Regions from separate parts of the Mus musculus genome. Here region 1 is linked to region 2. Evidence: chromatin contacts called from public HiChIP or PLAC-seq data. All regions are on one chromosome and are shown on one strand. The core of a region is the stretch at or near the end of the contact, and the rest is flanking DNA. Distances in the headings are between cores, read along the strand shown. Region 1 has its middle 9.5 kb from the start of Mir3080. Region 2 overlaps Tcf20 (transcription factor 20).

Region 1 (6,358 bases), core at 1,741-4,240, 140 kb after region 2:
GCCCAACCTAGGCAAATGTTCAAAATGCTGTCCCAACCTCCTCAACTAACCCCTGGACACAACAGCTCTGTGGGTGCCTTCCTCCATGAAGGGACCAGGAAGCAAGCCTGGCTCAACAGCCAGCAGTCGGGCACAGCTCACAAACCCTCTTCTTGAGCATTGCTGTGAGAGCTGCCTGGGGAGCAGCCTCTCAGAGAGAGAATAAGCCCCTGTGGGCTTTAGGAGCATCAAGCAACACAGCAGGCTGCCAGGGAGGAGGAGAAATGCCCAGGCTCAGAGATGGGCCACCCTGGATTTACACACTGATTTCCCAACCTCCCAGTTGTGACTGACTGGTTCAGAGTCTCAGTTGCTTTCCCTCTTAGAATGTGTAGATGCCAATCATAAGCCCAATTTACTTAAGTGATTGTAATGAGCCTGTCATGGGACAATGCATGTAGAGCCCTCAGCACAACTAGGTAAAGCTCAAGACTTGGCAAAGGGAACAGTTAGAAGCATGGTACAGCCCAGCAGTGGTGGCGCACGCCTTTAATCCCAGCACTCAGGAGGCAGAGGCAGGCAGATTTCTGAGTTCGAGGCCAGCCTGTTTTAGAGAGTGAGTTCCAGGACAGCCAGGGCTACAGAGAGAAAAGAAGGAGAAGGAAGAGGAGGAGGAAGAGGAGGAGGAGGAGCAGCAGCAGCAGCAGCAGCACCAGCATGGTCCAAGCAAGGGTTCCCACTCCAGCCTCCACTGCACCAACCAGTGTGGCCTTGGATAAGTCATTGGTCCTTGCTGGGCCTCAGTGATCCTGTCTGCAAATGAGGTTATTGGTGACATTCCCCATCTTACCAGGTAGTGTAGAGATTAAATTCAGGTAACTCACGGCCTGTGTTTGGAATAGCACCAAGTGATAGTAACACCCACTGGCATTCCTTTGCCTGCTGTTACTCAGCCCCAACTTCAACGAGACTTTCTAACTGTCCCCAGGAGACCATGAGGCTTTGCTTGGAAATTAGCATATAATGAACAGGCCTATGTTCAAATCGCACACTTGCAGGTTGAGATCTCTGAGCAGGTTGAGATGGCTTCAGTTCAAACACGGGAGCACAGCCGCATGTGCAGTGGCTGACTATCAGCCGCTCCTGTATTCAAGTGCCCATCTCTCCTTCAATATAGATCAGGTTCATCTCCTGGACTTTACTGTGTATCCAGTCCCTCTCTGAGGACACTGTAGCTGTAGGACACTATAGCTGTTATGGCTAAAGCCTGGTCTATATTGAAGGAGAGATAGGCACTTGAATACAGGAGCAGCTGCAGACTGGTCTCCCTTGTCCAGTCTTAAACCACCTGGACAGCTCCTAAGTGTGTATCTGGGAGCCCCACCAAGGCTGTCTAGGCTGCAGGTGTTGGTAGTAGGTATTAGCTAGTAATTGGGAGATCAGCTGCCCCCCCCCCCCCCAGTGACTCAGGATTGTTCTGAAGACCATGCAAGGGGTCCTACCTGGAGAGAGGAAAGCAGAAACTCCATAGAGGGCTTGCCTGACCTCTCTGGGCTCATTGTCCCCAATTCTCCAGTTTTACTGTCTCCTGGCTCCAACTTTTTTTGAAAAAAAGATTTATGTATTTTGATGTGCACTGGTCTGCCTGCATGTCTATGTGAGTGAGCCAGGTTCTCTGGAACTGGAGTTACTACAGACTGTCATCGGCTGCTATGTGGTTGCTGGGAATTGATCTCAGGTCCTGTGGAAGAGCACTCTGTGCTTTTAACCGCTGAGCCATCTCTCCAGCCCATTTTATGGTCTCTAAAATAACAATCGTTACTTATAGCATTAATTATTGAACTGTGTATCATCTACTTCCACCCTTTTCCCCCCAAATCCAGGAGTATAAGGGTTCAGGTATACCCCTCCTTTTGTTGTTTGGGGTTCATTTGACACAGGGTCTCATATCTCCCGGGTTGGCTTTGAACTTGCTCTGTTGCCAAAGATGACTTTGAACTCTTCATCCTCCTGCCTCTGCCTCCCAAGTGCTAGAATTACAGAGCTAGGCCACTATGCCTTACTTCAGAATGTCTTGATTCCTGCTATACTAACTGTACCTCCACAGTGTGCAAAACAGTGCCAAGCACATAGAAGGTGCTCAGTGAATATTCACAATGGGATAAGAATCTCCAGATAAGGCCTGGAAAGATGGCTTGGAGGTTAAGAGTGCATGCTGCTCTTGCATATGGCCAAGATTCAGTTCCTGGGACTGGGCAACTCCGGGGCATCTGACACCTTCTGTTAGCCTTGGGGGCATCTACACCCACTTCGTGCTCATACACACATTTCAGGCAATCGTGCCTCGTGCATGCCGTACACGCGCGCACAATAAAAACGAGTAACTCTTAAAACAATCCTCAGGTGGTGACATTAAGTGCGCAGGGTGGAATGGCGATGCTCCAATGCCTGTGTGCAGCTCCCCCTCCTAGGAGACAGCCCGCTTGGGCTGTTAACCCAACCCCAACCCCCACCCTGCAGCAGCAGAACTGAGGAAGGGCACCTCAGGGGCTTCCCTCCCACTCAGTAGTCAGGAAGCTACTCCCCAGTGCAACGGGGCTTCTTGGACCAGCAGGGAGAACTTGGGCAGTTTTCTGGCTCACTGCTCATTCTTTTGCTGTTTGGTGACACAGAGAGGCTCCTGCGAGTCTAATGCTCCCTCAGATGTAACCTAGAATTCCCCCTTCTAGTAGAGCCTAGTAGGACTTCTCCAGCCCACCCACCCTCTAAATTGGAGGGAGGGGCTTCTCAGCTAAGCCCCAGGATGTCATGTGGGGGCTGAGCTCCCCGCCCCTCGCGTGCGCATGGCACTCCCCCGCTACAGTTTACAAAGTGCGTTCACAGACATTATCACGTCGGCTCCTAAACGCCCCCTAAAAACCACAATAAATCTCTCGCTCTGGCTCCGGAGCCCACCGGCTGCCGCGTAATCACTGAGCAGAGAGGCCTCAGGGCCCAGAGTCTGCCAAAGCCTCCTCGGCGCCAGCAGGGGCAGAGGGGGGATCCACGTGGGCGGGTGGCAGGTGGCGGGTGGCAGGCCCAGCTGGGGCGCTGCGGGAGAGAGGAGCAAGCCCGCCCGCCCGAGGCCCAATCCTACAAAAGCAGACTGTGCCGTCTCAACCCAGAAGCTCTCTTGGGAGAGGGGCCAGCAGCCACGGGATCTGGAGGACAGAGGCTGGTGGGCCGGGAGGCCAGGAAACACTACAGGAGACCTGGAGGCTTAGCTCTTGGGAGCATCATTGTAAATGTAGCGGAGCCATAAAAATTTTTCTGTTGGGGAGCCAGGGTTAGCTGGCCGTAGCTGGCTCTTCTCTCACCCGCTACTTTCTCCATCCCTGGATAGCTGTCCTCAGTGTGACTCTGTGGCTGGCTGTAAGGTCCTCTTAGCAGATCTCTCCAGTGACAGGAGCCCCCTCCCATGCTGTTCTCTGTCTGGGACTGTCCTGCTGCCCTGTTAAGACTCCTAACCTTTCTCAAAAGACAATTCGGAGTTCTCTATATGTTAACACCCCCCCAAAATCCAGAAGTGGCTCCTTGAACCCCTAACTGCACCTGAGTCTCCCTCTGCTCTAATCAAGTCCTGTTTCCACTCAGTTCCTTGTGCCTAGAGGGCAGCAGCTGTGTCCTCCTGCAGTGAGGTGACCCAGACAACACAGAAAGGATGCCTCCTGACGAGCCACAGAACCACAGTCAGGACGCACGGGGACAGTCAGCCCAAACTGATGACAAACCACAAGAAAGAGGCAGCAAGGCCCTGTGTTTACAGATGGGCTCCTAGCCCTGAGTAACCACACAGAGAGAGAAAAAAATTATCCCAAATGCCTGAGCAGAATCAGCCAGTGGCTGTGGTTGGGGGGCTGGGGGTGGGGGTGGTGTTTTCTTACATTTCCCTAGGTTCTCAAAGTTAGAGAAGCTCAGCTTACAAACTGTGGAAAGTTCAGGAAAGTTTAACTAAGCAAGGAGAGGGAGGGCCTGACCCACCCGCTGCGGTTGCCCTGGCAGGCTTCCTTCCTGGGCCTCTTCTCTTGGTGGCTAACTCCTGGGAGGCCTTGGCCTTGGCCTCTGGGCTGCAGGGGGTGCGGGGGGGGGGGTCAGCTGATCTAACAGAGTGGTGGCTGTGGTGTGTCATGGCAGTCAGAGAGCAGGTGGCATCGGCTCTGAGGCCTCTTGAAAGGAGGCAGTTTCTCCCATCCCCAGCCTTCACAGGCCTGGGAGAGCGGCAGGGCGGGGACACGGTAGCCCTGGAAGTCTTGGCCAGGAGATATCTGGGGAAGAAGCAGGGAAGCTAGAGATAGAGGTTTGTGGGGTGGGGCAGTTGTCCATATTGCCAGAATAGACCTCTGAGTCCACATCCCACAGGCTCTGAAAGTCTGGCTGCTTGGTCTGGCATCCCAACTCCTTTCCCTTAGTACGGACTTGTATCCAGAAATACACAAATATACAAAATTCCTACAGTTCTTGTAAAAGGATGAGCAGACCAATTTATAAGGAGCCAAGAGTGTGTACAGGTATTTCTCCAAAGAAGACACACAAATAGATGCTGGCGATGTAAGGCAGAGTGCTGGCCTAAGATGTACAAAACCCCCGGTGGGGTCCTGAGGGGTGTGGTGCACTCTTGTAATCTGGGCACTCAGGAGGTAGAGGCAGGGGGATAGAAAGTTCAAGGTCACGGCAAGGTGACTCTTTGTGTAAGGTGCTTGCCAACAAGCCCGAGGACGTGGGTTCAAGCCCCTGGACCGACATGGCAGAAGATGAGAACCAAATTCCCACAAGCTCAGCAAGCTCAAGTTGTCCTCTGTTCTCCACAGGCATTACAGCACACACACACACACACAGAGAGAGAGAGAGAGAGAGAGAGAGAGAGAAGAGACAGACAGACAGACAGACACATAGAAACACAGATACAAAAATAATGAATGTAACAATTTTTAAACAAAACATTTAAGGTCATCCTTAGCTGCATAGCAAGTTGGAGGACAACCTGGTCTAATAAAACCCTAATTTTTAAAAAAAGAAGATATACAAATAGCCAATATACATCATCAGTGATTGATCAAAATACAAAGAAACATTCCAAACCCATCAGGATGGCTGTTATTAAGGAAGATAGGAGACAGTGAGTGCTTGTGGGCACGTGGAGAAACTAGAATCTTTGTGCATTGCTGCTGGGAGTGAAGAATAGCGCCGCCACCAAGAACAGGATACTAACAACTCCGCTCCTGGTCATGCACACCCAAAAGAAGTCAAAGTACAGCCAGGCAATGGTGGCGCACGCCTTTAATCCCAGCACTCAGGATCAGGTGTTGAAGTCAGCCAGAGCTACACAGTGAGGTCCTATGGAGTGTTAGGTACAGCCGGGGCCCCATAAGCATGGTGACCTGAATTCAAAGCCCCAGTGCAGCCAACCACAACAGCATGCACCTGAAATCCCTGCCCTCCTATGATGAGATGGGAAGTGGACACCACAGTGGCCGACCACAAGAAAGCCTGTCTTATAAGGTGAGAGGTGAAGACCAACGACCAAGATCCCCCTCCACGCTTTGTATGTGTGCCCCGGCCTGGGTGTACCTGCACATACAAACACATACTCAATGTTTTTCTTTTTTAAAAAAGGTGAAGCGATATTGAGGAAGATACTTGATGCCAACCTCTGGCCTCCACTTGTGTTCACACACACAAAGTCAGAAAGGAAGGGAGGGAAGAGAGGAGGGAGGGAAGAGAGGGGAAGGAGAGGAGGGATGGAGGCCAGAAGAGGACAAGTTTCCCCGTTAGATTTGTGCTGCATCATTCACAGCACTGAAAAGACGGAGACAGCTCAGGCGTTCACTCCTAGACGAACCGTGGTAAGTGTGCTCCTTGGACTATTACTCAGCTGTGAAAAAGCACAAAGTGTCTAGATGAGACTTGAAAGCACCCTATGCAAGAGGACCCAGATTGTCTGCCTCTATTTTTCTTTTCTTTTAATTTCTAAAATTTTGTATTTTAAGCATTCAAGACTGTCAAAACCATAGAGAAAGAAAGTAAATTGGTGGTAGACAGGCCAGGGGCTAGGAAAAGAAGGAATGGGAATGAATGTTAAGAGGTTCAGGGTTTCTTGGGATGATTAAAAGTGCCGGAAGTGCCGGGTGTGGTGGCACACGCCTTTAATCCCAGCACTCGGGAGGCAGAGGCAGGCAGATTTCTGAGTTCGAGGCCAGCCTGGTCTACAAAGTGAGTTCCAGGTCACCCAGGGCTATACAGAGAAACCCTGTCTCAAAAAAACAAACAAAAAAAAAATATTCTGGAAGTAAACAAAACTGGTGGTGACACATCTGGAAATATATTAAAAGCCAGTAAATCA
Region 2 (6,248 bases), core at 217-2,716:
TACATTCTTTAATGTAACAAATTTCTCCCTCATGGGAAACAATACAATTTCATTGCCTTTTCATCAAGTCAGCTTTGCTATCTCAAGGTCCCCAAAGGTGGCACAGTGAGTCTGTTCATTTTTTTTTCCTTTTTTCTAGGTGAAGAAGCAGAAACTAAAGCAAAGAACACAGACCTATAGCTTTTCCTACTAACCACAAATTCTACACTCCTCACCCTGTCATGCTTCTCTTAGTTCCGTTCATTCATTTAACCATCCAACAGTTTACAAGAACTAATGCCTTTTTTTTTTTTTTTTTTTTTTTTTTTTTTTTTTTTTTTTGGAGACAGGGGTTTCTCTGTGTAGCTCTGGCTGTCCTGGAACTCACTCTGTAGACCAGGCTGGCCTCGAACTCAGAAATCCACCTGTCTCTGCCTCCCAAGTGCTGGGATTAAAGGCGTGCGCCACCACTGTCTGGCTAATTAAACTAATGCTTTTAATCCCAGTACTCACGAGGCAGCTTGGTGGAGCTCTGTGTTCCAGGCCAGCCTGGTCTACTTAACAAAACAAAACAATCAAACAAGAGAAATTCTAAACAATCAATCAATCAATCAATGTGCCTCCCATGTGCCAATTGACAAAGACAAAATATAAAAACCAATTTCTATAAATTCTCCATGTGTCTGCTCTACACCCTAACCTGTACTTTAGCCAGTATAACTTCCAATTAGATTTTTACTCGTTTTCCCTGAAGAAAAACTTTCCCTTCACTTTTCCCACACTGTAATTATATCACACTAAGCCCCACCATAGCAAGTGTCCTTGACTGAGGAAGAGTGAGCAGGCAGAGCAGTGGCAGTACCCAGACTGAACAGGCTCAGTGCAAGCTACATTATGACTTTAAATCTTGACACATTTTAACTTTTTTGAGATAGGGTCTCATATAGCTCAGACTAGCCTTGAATTTAATTTCCTTCCTTTCCTTTTTTTAAAGCCTTGACATGGCCTGTGCACTTGCTATGTAGGCTAGACTGATCTCAAATTTATAAAGGTCCACATGCCTCCTATAGATACTAAGATTATAGGTATGTTGGCATCACACTAAGATGCTTTTTTTCAAATAGATAACATCTTAAACTGACAATGGAAGAGAAATTTTCATTTAATTTCTTTTAATAGAAAAAAGAGTAAAAATTAAGCAACTCTAACAAAAACAAAAAAACAAAACATAAAATCCTTATATTTCTAGACACCAGAAACTTGTCAATAAATTACAAGATGTCTTAGTTTCTGGGCATATTTTAAAAAACATTCATGCAGCCTAGCCTTTCACAAGTGTCTAGAAGCAGTGTTTGGTGACTTGAAGTGGCAAACTACAGTGGCTAAATCAACTAGGAGCCATCAAATCCTCATCTGAGGGAGGCTGCAAAGGAAGAATACTGTATAACTCTTCACGCCCACAACAACATTTCCCTCTGCGAGCTAACAGTGACCTGAATAAGCTGCCTAAGAACATCGCTGAGCAGCCTCGAGCACTGCAGCAGTTGGGCAGTGCTTCGATACCGATCAATTCTGAGCAAGCCTTGTCAGCCTGTATCCTAGCTTTCAGCACTGCATTCTTTTGTTCATGCCTACAGTACTTACTCTAGCACCCCTGGACCAGGCACACTGAAAACACAGGCTGATGGAAAGAATACAAGGAATACACATTAGAGCCTTAAAGAAAACTAATGAAGTTGACTTTTTCAATATTCATTAAAAAGCTGATGCTTGGGGAAATGTAGGAAAAGTATTCATCTTTGGCTACCAGCAAGATGTTTATTCTCTCTTAATTATACCTCCTATATCTAGGGCAGAAACATCTGTGAAGCTCACTATGTACTCCTGCTACATGACTGCAATATGGTCTCTAGCCAAGGCATTACACTACCCTTTATGGCCATGGGATGCAACTTTTTATCCCATTAACTTACTTTCCAGAGGCTTTAAAGTGTTGGCCACGACAGAGTAGGCTTTAGTCTTTTCCTGGAGCAAGATTATCTCCTGAGGTTTCTCTATCAAAGTTCTTATCTGAGAGCACAACGTATGTTGTCTTGGAGGATGGCACTCATGCCAGCCCTAGAACCATACCCTGAGGGCTGGAGAGATGGCCCAGCAGTTAAGAGCACCCATCGGTCTTCTAAAGGTCCTGAGTTCAATTCCCAGCAACCACACGGTGGCTCACAACCATCTGTAATGAGATCTGACTGTGACAGTGTACTCACATTATAAATTAAATAAAATCTTTTTTAAGAAGCAGCAGCAGCATAGCCCAAGTGTCCCTCACATCCAACTCAGAGCGCCGAGGCAGGCCACAGTACTTGATCTTCAGGCCCATTTGTTTGACGCTCTGATAGGTGCACAGATGTACTAGTATTACTCAAGGCCCACAGCTGTTCTGCAAGTGTCAATTTCAAAACCTGAATTCATTAAATCCGGGCCTCAAAAGTACAAGAAGTCAGCTAGCAGTCACGTTAGCAGCACTCACTGGTTAAAACCCACTTTTGTACTTAACACAAAGTCTCCAGGTTTGATTGACACTTTAGACTAAACATGGTTGGTCTAATTTGACTATTATCCTGATCCAAAACAGCACAGGTCTTGTGAACAAAAGACTGAGGGTCAAAAAGCCATCCTATCAACCCTACTCTTGTAAAATGGGGACACTTGCTTTACTTTCCTCGCAAATGTGTAAAATCACTGTAAAAGAATCTTACAAACAACAAAAAATGTAATTATTTGATTTATAAAAAACATAAAAGATCTTTGTACATGTGTTACATTCTTGGCATCTACTAATGTCAAAACTTGGGTACAGTAAATATCTAATAGTCTATTAAATTAAGGCAGATTAAACCCCTGGCTACTATTTACTTTCACTGGACTTCCACTCTCAGGTCTTCCATGGTTGAGCAATACTCTTTTTTTAAAAAGTCTCTTGTTTGAAGATGTTTAAATGGGGACTGAAATACACATGAACACATAAATGAAAGAATTAGCAAGAGTTCAAAACCACTGACAATCTGAGAAGGGCTTACTAAGCCAATCTGAGCAACTACATCACATCCGTCATGGTGGTACACCTGTAAGCCAGAAGGCAGAAGAATTAAGTCTGGCCAGCTGACTTAAAGCAAGACACCTTGTATGAAAAGACAGGTCAGGACAGGACAGGACAGGACAGGACAGGACAGGACAGGACAGGACAGGACAGGACAAGACAAGACAAGACAAGACAAGACAGGAAAAAAAAGAAAAGAGAAAAGAGGGAGGGAGGGAAGGAGGGAGAGGGAAAGGAAAGAAAGAAAGGAAGGGAAGGAAGTTAAGGAACGAAAGAGGAAAGAAATCAAAGGAAGAAAAGGAAAGAAGGAAGGAAAAGAAAAAAAAAAAATCACATATAGCTCAAAGTCCCCAAAGATAGAAACAATCTCTCAATAAAACTGTCCATCCTCACTCCCATAAGACCTCCCATCAAAAAGTAGTTCTAGGACTAGACCGACTTGAAGGAGAGAGCAGGCTCCTCCTACAAGCTGTCCTGTGAATTCCACATGTGGACCACAGCATACATTCATAAAAATAATAAACAAGTGTAAATTTTTTCAAAGTAAAAAAAAAAAAAAAAAAAAAAGAGGGGGGGTCTTCTGGGCAAAGTGGCACATACGAGCAGGCAAGCTCAAGGCCACTAGGATATATAACCAGAAAAGTTGTGCTACTGAAGCTGAAAAGTATTCCCTTGAGAACGCCTTTCAAGCTACATTTAAAAACTGCCCACAGTTAGTATCTCTGGGTAAGGGAGTGGCAGTTGTGGGGTGTAGTTGGCTCCAGAAATAATGCAAAAAAAGAAGAAAAAAAAAAAAAAAAAGCAAAATGTGGGATCAAAATCCCAGTGTAAGTGTCAGCCTCTCTTAATGATGTTCCTGGCCTCCACCACTCTGGGCCAAGAGGAGAGCATTCTTATTGCCTGTGTCCATAGGTATGGCCTACCTTCAGTTTACAATGAAATCAGAATTTTTTCAATCAAGTTTGAAGGCTTTTTTCCTTCATCTTTACAAAATTTCTGTGTTTCACCTGCCAGGATAGCAGAACTTAGTTACAACCTTGATCAGGGAAGAATATATTATAGTACACACAACTTAGACATTAGATTTTATCATTTAGCAAGAAAAAGGGTTAAAAAGACCACACCAATGCTTCTTGTTTGCTCTATTTATCTCTGTCTGTCTGTCTGTCTATTTCATTCATTCATTTATTCATTCTCTGTGTAACCTTGGCTGTCCTGGAACTCACTCTGTAGACCAAGCTGGCTTGCTCATTATCTCTTGGACTTTGAAAGACTGGTGTGTTTGTATGTCTTTAAGTCAGTAACATGGAGATAAATATCCAGCTGAGAAGTGTAAAGAGGATCTTGTTATATAAGGCACTGGTTAAAGGAGAAAAATAAAACAAAAAGCCCTGAACATGCTTATTACAAAGAAGGCCAAAAGCTTGCTTGCTTGCTTTTATTCCCTTCTCTTCCTTCCTTCCTTTCTTTCTTCCTTTCTTTCTTCCTTTCTTTCTTTCTTTCTTTCTTTCTTTCTTTTCTTTCCTTCCTTTCCTTCCTTTCCTTTCCTTCCTTTCCTTCTTTCTTTCTCTTTCTTTCTTTCCTTCTTTCTTTCTTTCTTTCTTTCTTTCTTTCTAAAAGGGGGGCCACATAGGGCACTCCTAGGATGCTCTGTATAAAAGCAACAAAAACTAACAGTGGCATTTCTCGTCATTTTCTGTTACTTTCCATTTCAGCAGCAGGAGACCAGGTTGGAGAACAGGGGGGGTAGTTGCTAAACATTTCACGCACAATATCTTTACGTATGCTCAGTCATCTTGCTTCAGTGTGAGCACTACAGATGATGATAAACAAACATGTGGTACTGAGGTGGGTAGCAGTAATTATTCCTAACAAGTTATCCATAAAGAGGAAAGCTCATAATTATCACACATGGGCTGAACTTGATCTGTCATTATAGTAGGCACAGGTACTAGCCACTTGCTGTGGGTTTTAAATGCTCTGCAATTCCCTAACTCCGATTCTCTGTAGTTTTAGTCTTCAGGATCAGCAATAATAATAATAATTTAAGAAGGTAAACAAAGCAATCCAAAGCAATTTCACAAACAAAATTCATCCACTTGCAACAATTTAAGTTAAAATCCATTCCCCATTCCTTCTAGGTATTAAAACATTACTCACAAGGTTTGCTTTAGTCATGTTTCTCTTGCAAAGTACACCCATATTCTTACTGTCAGAACTATGGTTATTATGCGCCAGCAACAGGCTTCAGCAGTGATGGTTCTGTGGGCTGTCCAGCTGCTTGTTTTTAATTGGTTTGTATTTTATCTTACTCACAGGTATATATACTTTGCTAAAATAATTTTCATCAGAGGGTTTCTTTTTCAGTCCAAGAAAAAAAAAAATCACACAACTTGCCTGGAAATGTTTTCTCTTAGCAAGTTTTTTTCCATATTAAGAAAAGGGATTTATGTTAAGAGGTTAGAAAGGAGGGGTTCTAAGTGCTGAGCCTGGACTAGGCTTAAGGAAGTAAATTAGCACCTTTCCTCTGCAAATCTGAGAAAAGGCTGAACCCAGCAGGAGCAGAAACCTGCAGCAGCCCAGTGATGGGGAGGGCAGCACCTTCAGAAGTGTAGAAGTGTGTCTTATAGACAGAGCTTAAAACCTTGAATTCTAAGTTGCATATTTTTATTTTACCAATTGTCAAACAGTATACTAGCTGGATAAAAGAATGGTTACATTTTGTGTTTTGTAAAGCAAGCAGGCCATCTTTAACTGAAATCACACGAGGGAAGTGACTCTTTATAGCACTGCTTCTCTCTAGGGCTCAGACCATCTGTGAAACCAAATACAAAAGAAACTGCTTATCCATTAGCTACCCAAATAAAATCTCTGATTTAACATAGTATCTGCCATAATTAGACACATCTAATAAGATTTCTAACCAGTAAAGATACTACTAAAACACCAATCTCCAAAAATGGTCCTAACCTTCTGCACTAAGAACCTTTATTTTTTACTAACTCTCTGTGCACTTATATTTGCATTTAATTCACAATTTCTTGCTCAGGCCTCTGTCTGTCTCCCAAGCACTCTCATCTACGTAAACTTTCAATTGAATAACTAAGACTTTGTAGATCAAAGTCCTATCAGGCAAAGCTGCTCTATCCAGTAGAAAGGAATTTATTTATGC

The links. HiChIP or PLAC-seq counts read pairs in DNA pulled down with a chosen protein or histone mark.
Region 1: a contact with region 2 is called in an H3K27ac HiChIP or PLAC-seq map of SST interneurons, with 2.8 times the contacts expected there. The contact joins two enhancer-like sites. A contact is called at or near these places in 11 of 39 promoter capture datasets (the 3T3-L1 cell line, 3T3-L1-derived adipocytes, the HPC-7 cell line and 6 more), 2 of 15 datasets of contacts at CTCF or cohesin (CD8 T cells and pro-B cells), 9 of 484 Hi-C or Micro-C datasets (bone marrow-derived macrophages, cortical neurons, embryonic stem cells and 4 more), 2 of 115 datasets of contacts at active chromatin or transcription factors (SST interneurons and embryonic limb bud) and 2 of 9 other capture datasets (liver and pancreatic islet).

What each region holds. Positions count from the first base shown.
Region 1 is chr15:82,965,596-82,971,953 of GRCm38.p6, forward strand. It overlaps a transcript of Tcf20 not described here. Among named protein-coding and RNA genes, the nearest start is that of Mir3080, 9.5 kb to the left of the region's middle. Within about 2 kb of position 2,991, at least 86 of the 459 cell types and tissues checked have an H3K27ac peak or open chromatin away from gene starts, as enhancers often do. A contact at or near this core is called in SST interneurons, where this site is marked.
Region 2 is chr15:82,828,670-82,834,917 of GRCm38.p6, forward strand. The region is part of intron 2 of Tcf20 (transcription factor 20); the gene reads right to left. Among named protein-coding and RNA genes, the nearest start is that of Cyp2d26, 38 kb to the left of the region's middle. Within about 2 kb of position 1,467, at least 7 of the 459 cell types and tissues checked have an H3K27ac peak or open chromatin away from gene starts, as enhancers often do. A contact at or near this core is called in SST interneurons, where this site is marked.